Linked DNA regions of Gossypium arboreum: region 1 is linked to region 2. Evidence: chromatin contacts called from public Hi-C data. All regions are on one chromosome and are shown on one strand. Each heading gives the region's core, a stretch centred on a gene start, on an enhancer-like site or on the middle of the called end of the contact. The rest is flanking DNA. Distances are from core to core; before and after follow the strand shown. Region 1 holds the start of LOC108458276 (ABC transporter B family member 15-like). Region 2 overlaps LOC128291661 (a long non-coding RNA gene).

What was found. A called contact is a pair of places that touch in the nucleus more often than the background predicts.
Region 1: a Hi-C map of leaf shows a contact between it and region 2, with 3 times the contacts expected there. The contact joins the promoter of LOC108458276 here to the enhancer-like site in region 2. A contact is called at or near these places in 2 of 5 Hi-C or Micro-C datasets (both in leaf).

The regions. Positions count from the first base shown.
Region 1 is chr4:10,932,701-10,936,235 of ASM2569848v2, forward strand. It overlaps LOC108458276 (ABC transporter B family member 15-like), which reads left to right and starts at 1,358. Exons shown (of 7, transcript XM_017757611.2): 1 at 1,358-2,339. The coding sequence starts at 2,115.
Region 2 is chr4:10,867,001-10,870,550 of ASM2569848v2, forward strand. LOC128291661 (a long non-coding RNA gene) reads left to right here. Exons shown (of 5, transcript XR_008281478.1): 5 at 1-982. Among protein-coding and RNA genes, the nearest start is that of LOC128291661, 5.1 kb to the left of the region's middle. Within about 2 kb of position 2,116, at least 1 of the 2 cell types and tissues checked has an H3K27ac peak or open chromatin away from gene starts, as enhancers often do. A contact at or near this core is called in leaf, where this site is marked.

The DNA.
Region 1 (3,535 bases), core at 108-2,607, 65 kb after region 2:
CCACAGATACAATTGAGGGTGTTCCCAATATGGTAAAATTGAATTAATCGATCTAATTTGGTTAATCAGTCGGTAGTCGAATTTAATTCGGTTGAAAGTCAATTAATAATTTTTTGAAATTTCGATTATCAATTAATTCAATTTAAAACCGAGTAATTACTAATGTCTTATTTGTCATTTTCAATGGATAATTAACTGAATTTCAAGACTTATGTAGTGTTTCTAAATTATTATTTGTTATTTTCATCTCTATTTAAAGTTTTTGAACTATTAAATAAAAGAAAATGAACATTTAGCAATGTATTTTTTTAAATGTTTATACTTATTTTAATCAAAAGATAAAAACATATAAATTCTGGTTAATTCAATTAACCGATCGAATTAATCGAAATATTTTAATTTAGTTAAAATATTTTAAAAAGTTTTAATTCGATTAAGGGTTAATAATTTTTATATTTCAAATAATTTAATTAATAATAATTCGATTCGAATATTAATCGAACCAACCATTTGAATATCTCTAAATAAAACGACATATGCAACTCTTTCAACTCTCCTGCGATGTCAGCACAAGAGTCTCCAAACTTCAATTGCAACAAATGTCATCCCTATTCAACTTCCTGTCACTGATTTGGTCCTCTTTAAGTGTTACGAGGAAAAAGGTTTTAGATTATGATTTCGATGCTATCATATAGGATTCGGATTGCTGCTGATTTGGATATTCGCCATTCATAATTCTCTTAAACTTCGATTATAATTTAAATAAACGATTTATAAAAATTTAATAAAAATAATTTCTGAAATTAAATCTGATAAATTGCACCTAAGGTCATTAAAATCAATAAATTTACATCTTAATCATTCAATTTCAAATATTACAAAATGAGTATTAAATTATTTGAAAGGTTACAAAATGTCATCAGAGACATCTTATTCTCCTATGTTTTGGATTTTTTGCCTTGTTTTTAAATAAATTTTATAATTTTATAATTTGCTATAAATTTTAAATAAAATTTTTATTGTTTTTGTATTTTTAACATTTTTTGAATTCTCAAAATAATTTTAATAATTTTCTATTATTTTCTTGAATTTTAAATAGTTTTAAATATTTTTAAATTTTAATTTTTTAATCATTATTAACATGCATGTGAACTGCCACGTGAATTTCAAATCAGTATAATTGATATATGTTAACTTTTCTATTTATTTGAGAGTGTTTTGATAAAAATAATAATCGAGAGATTAAAAGAGAAAAATTAAATGATATGACTAAAATAATTTTTTTCATAAAATTAGAGGTCAAATAATATTTGTATTTTAAAAATAGATAGTGGTTAAATAGTTGACAGCTATCTTCCACCGAGCTAAACATTATTATTTTCTCCCATTTTCAGGTGCCCCATAAATGCAGCACCCACTTTTCAAGTTTTATACTACTAATAGTTTTCCTTTTCACATTTCCTGGGTTCTTCAATTCTCCATATTATGTTTAGTGTTTAGTTTCCCTTTGTTTTAAAGCTCAAAGGTTTAGAAAACAATGACAGCGGATGATGGCAGGGGCAAGCCACGAACCACTGATCTGCGTAGGCGAGGGCGAGCAGGGGGGGGGGAGGCGAACAGAGGGTTGAGTGTTGATAGACTAGGGCTTTTTTGTTTCATTTGCTTTAACTAATTTAGGCTGGGCTAGCTTAGAGTTTTTAAAAGTGGGCTTTTTTGGTCCGATCCAAGTTAATCTGGTCCAATTAGTGGACCGTTTGCTGTTTCAACATCCGTGGTCTATTTACTTTCTTTTTTTTTTTTTACTATTTTAGTAACCATATAAATATACCCTTTATTATTATTATTTTTCCTTTCAGTGGTTTACTCTTCACTACCAACTCTAAGCCACACAACACGAAGAATAGCTATATATACAAGACATTTCTCATGTTTGTTTCTTAATACTTAGCCAAAAGCATCACCCTGTCACTTGTTTCTCTTCTCACTTGTCTTAAAAGACAACTATTTTTGGAGGCAAGCAAAGAAAACAACAACAAACAAAAAACACGAAACACCCGGTGCTACCCTAAGTGGTTTACAGATTCTTTGGGTGCTGTTTTTATTTTCTTCTCAAAATGGGTAATGAGAAGGAGAAACAGAAGAAGATAAACGGATCCATAAGGTCAATTTTCATGCATGCGGATGATGTAGATATGTGGTTGATGACTCTTGGCTTCATCGGAGCCGTTGGTGATGGTTTTTGTACACCTCTTGTATTGCTTGTTACTAGCAAGTTGATGAACAATCTTGGTGATTCTTCAGCTTTCACTGCAGACATGTTCATTCATAACATAAACAAGGTCTTTCTTCGTTTTTTTTTCTTGGTTTTTTTTCCAAAAAAGGCACATGCATACGCACATACATGCAAATCAGTAAAAAGAAGGGGAGTAGCTAGGCATGGGCCCCAACCCCCCTCCAAATTTTAAGACGATTCTTATTGTTTAGGCTATTTAAGATAAACAAGGATAAAACTGCAACATTAAATTATTCTTATATCATGTAAATTTAGATTTCGTCCTCAAAATTATAATTTATATGTTACCCTTTTCAATTTAATTCTATTAAAATTTCATTTTCATAACACTTTTAATATATATCACTTATTACTTTTTTAGTTTAAATTTGTTTACATTTTATTAATCAAATTAATATATATTTACTTTTGTTATTTTGTTAGTAATATTTTCATCCTACGCTCATAATGAAAAATAATAAACTTAAATTATGTTTATTCTTAATATAAATTGAAGATTACTTATTTCACTTTTTCTAAATTAAAATCATTTCATGTTTTTATATCATAATATTGAATAATTTTATTATAATTTCTTAAATGTTGAGACTTCAATAGTTATAAAAAATTTAGATAGTAACGCGAAACATAATTTATAATATTTTAAAATCGAAAAAATTATTCCAAGATTTTATATAATATTAGTAATTTAAATACTATATAATATTTAAATATGGTGCTTTTCAGGAAGCAGCCTTGGCCCTAGATAATTGGTATAATACTATTTTAGTTCCTTTTCATTTATAAAATATTAAATTGAAGCCTTTTTAAAGTTTTTTTTTTTTTTACATTTTGGCCCCAAACTATTACAACTTTATTTTGACCTACTAACAACATATTTCTAGCTTCGTCCTTAGTGCTTTCTATAAAATGAGTTAGAACATATTTAAAGATATAGAACATATTTAGATAGTGAAAGAATTTTTTAAATTAATATAGTTGGAATGATGTCAAAAATTTTAATTAAAAAATAAAAGAGATTTTAAAATTAAAAAAATCTAAATTTTTAAAAAAATCTATTAAACTTGAGCCATCAAATTAGGCAAATAATATAACATAAAAACTTAGTTTTGATTTAAATTTAGATATAATGGATAATGGATAATGGATTATGTATATATATAATTGTTGTACAATTGTTTTTAATTCCGCCCTCCGTAAACAAAATATTTGACTTCGCCTATGTTTCTACCTAGCATGATT
Region 2 (3,550 bases), core at 866-3,365:
CAAAATTACAGAAATACCTTTGATTTGTAGATTTACCAAAACACCCTTGTAGGATGAAATGACTAAAATACCCCTAATAGGTAAAAAAACCGTAAAGCCCCTGTAGGGTAAGGTGACCGTAATACCCTTGTATGGTAAAATGATGAATACGCCCTTATGTTCTGTATGACTGATGTGCTTAGGATTTACATATATTGATATTGGAATCGTTAAGTTTGAGTGACAAGTGGTAGTTATCGTAACTGATTGATTATGGAATCGTTTCAACTTCAACCCGTAACAGGTGTGTACTAACCCTCGTAATAGCTTAGATTAATATTTGCTGAGAAGCCGAAATGCTAAAATACCGGTATTTCGAGAACTTGTGATTTTGCCTTTGCTTAAAGTGCGATAGATACGATATGATCAGTGGTTGGATCGATGGAATAGGTAAGAGCACAATTTTGTACACGATGGTAAGTTGGGCCTCAATGGGTTGGAATTGGGCCCAATGGGCTTTCGGGCCCATTTGGGTAAAATTGATAGAAAATGGAAACTGGAAAAGTTGCTTGATAATACGGTTAGTATTGTTGTAAAATTTGGATTAAGCAGGCTTAGTGGGCTAAATCGGCATTCGTAGGGCCCATTAGAGGTTTTGGGCCTAAAAGCCTGAGTTTGATAAAGTGGGTTAAAGATCATTGTTTAAACACTTGGAAATATTGATAATTGTTGATGAACATGGAAAACCTTGATATTTGGTAAAATTATGAAATTACCCTTATAGTATGAAAATGACTGTTTTGCCCTTAGGTAAAAATGACCATTATACCCCTAAGGTTTAATTATAAATTTGATACTGGGATATGATATACATGATTGATATGATATGCACATGATATGTATAAAATGCACAAGATATGTATGAAATGCACATGATATGTATGAAATGCACATGATGTATTCATAAATGCATTGGGTTGGGTTTTTATATGGATAGAGGAAGTGCAAAAGGGCTTATGCCCCAGTTTACTGAAAAAGGCTTTGCCCCAGTTATTAAAAGAGGCTAGGCCTCCAGATATATGATAAAGCACTATGCTTGCCGTTGGTGTGTTGGTTGGGTGGGTTGAATCATTCCCACATAGTGTGTTGGTTGGTACGGTGGAGAGTAGCGAATGGTGGGTCGAGTAGTCTCCCAAATGGGCTTGCATACATTCATTGGTATTTCATATGATATTGAAATGGGCTTGCATACATCCATTGACATTACATGTGATATTGAAATGGGCCTATGGGCCATACCATTTCTGAAGAAAGGCTTGACCCAGTGAAATGATTTATGAAAAGGCTTGACCAAATGATATGATTTATGAAAATGCTTGACCAAGATATGTCAAGACTAAATAGGGCTTTGGCCCGATTGTCTCGACATGTGTTTTCACTTGTTTGTATGTTATTGGGATTACACACTTGAGTTTTCGTAAACTCACCCGCTTCTAATTGTCCGTAATCCCTAAGCTTAGATGGTTTGGAGTCGTGAGGACTCGGAGATGGCCACACTCATCGCTTCTTTCTTTTAATTGCAATAAGTAGCCGATTTATTTCTTTATAAGTTTTATCTTATTAATATTATTATTTGGTTTTGGGTTGTAATAAGGCCATTTTAATTATTTTTCTGGGATCATTTTATTTTATACCCTATATTTTACTGATAACAATCCAAAATGGGTTAGACTTAGCCCACATTTTGAAAATGATAATTGTTTTCAAAGTAACGCAACGATACAATTAATCGGTTTATCAAAAATATCTACTTAAATGAATTCTAACTCGTTTTTCTCAAAACCTAACCTCGCACCAAAGTGTGGTAATGGTTATGGGCATGTCTAGGATTGGATCCATTCAAGAGCTTGGTACTTAAGCGACCTTCATGGCTCACCTCTTCGCTTTTTGGATACCTACCAGTGCAGACTTCCATTCACTTGGTTAAGCCTTATCAAACGACCGTTTTTTTAAAACACTAAAACAAAGCGTGGATTTTTAACTTCAATGTGGCACGTCAGATTCGGCCATTACGGCTGGGCCAGGTTTCGGGTGTTACAGCATAGATCGGAATAGCTTGTAAAACGGATTTAAGAAATACTTCCTTACCCTCAGCCGATAAGTAGCGTACACTCCAATTGTTCATCATCTTGCTAAAACGTTCTTTAATTTCAACAAAAGCATGCTTTTTCCTTCGACCGACCATTGTTGGCAATCCCAAATACTTCTTTGGATTATTAGAAATTTGCACTCCCAAGATTCTGCCCACCTGTTCCTGTATTTCTTGTTCAACATTACCACTTATATAGATTACTGATTTGTCAAAATTAACCATTTTTCTCGATACTACTTCATACTCGTTGATCACGTTTTTCATGTTATTTGCACCCTCAGTCAACGCTTCTCCAAACAACACACTGTCATCTGTAAAAAAATAAATGGGTCACCGAAATATTACTTCTCCCCACCCTTGACCCCAAAAGCCTCCCCTTTCTTCTGGCCATGTCAATTAAACATGAGAAAACTTTGGCACAAATTAGAAATAAGTATGGGCTTAGTAGATTTCCTTGCCTTAATCCTCTTGTAGGTCAAAACTCCTCCCAATGCTTTCCATTGATCATTTCTATATACGAAACACTAGTGATACACCTCATTATAAGGGAAGTCCACTCCTAGCAAAATCTCATTCTTCGCATCAAACTCCACAAAATACCACTCGACCCTGTCATATGCTTTACTCATATCGAGTTTTAAAGTGAAACCTTTATTCGAATTTCCTCTTCTTTTCTTGAACAAATGTAAAATTTCATAAGCCATAAAAATGTTATCTGTTATTTTCCTTTCTGGTACAAATGCCCCTTGGCTATCATTAATACAAAAATGAAGCACCTAGCAAAATCTGTTGACAATCACCTTCAAAATTATTTTATAAATCACATTACAAAGGCTAATGGGTTGAAACTGACTCATAGGTTTCGCTGAATTCACCTTAGGGATAAGAACTATACTTGTATGATTCACCTCCTTTATGTTTCTTCGACCATTAAGAACATCCAGACAATACGTAGCGACTTCATGCCCTACTACATGCTAATACTTTTGAAAGAAAATTGCAGGAAAGTCTTATTTGCCATGTAATAGCCTATTTTTCAATGAAATCGGAACAGTGGTTTCGGGACCACAAATCCGATCCGAAAATAAAATTAATTTTTATTTTATTACATGGTCCATAATATGTTAGAAATGTCATGTGAATTTTTTGATAAGAAATTTTTACCGATTATGTGTTTAATTACGAAAATGACCAAATCGCATAAAATGCAAAAGTTGAATTCTAGTAGCTAGAAGGATTAAATAGCTATGGAATTCAAAAATTGAGGTCCTTAAATGGTAATTAAACCATTAATAAAAAGTTAGTAGATATTTTTGGATGATTCATCCATGGAAAATTAGAAAAAGGCTAAGGACTAAATTGGAAATCAAAATTATTAAAGATGATAAATTAATTAAATAGAGAAAAAATCATTTATAT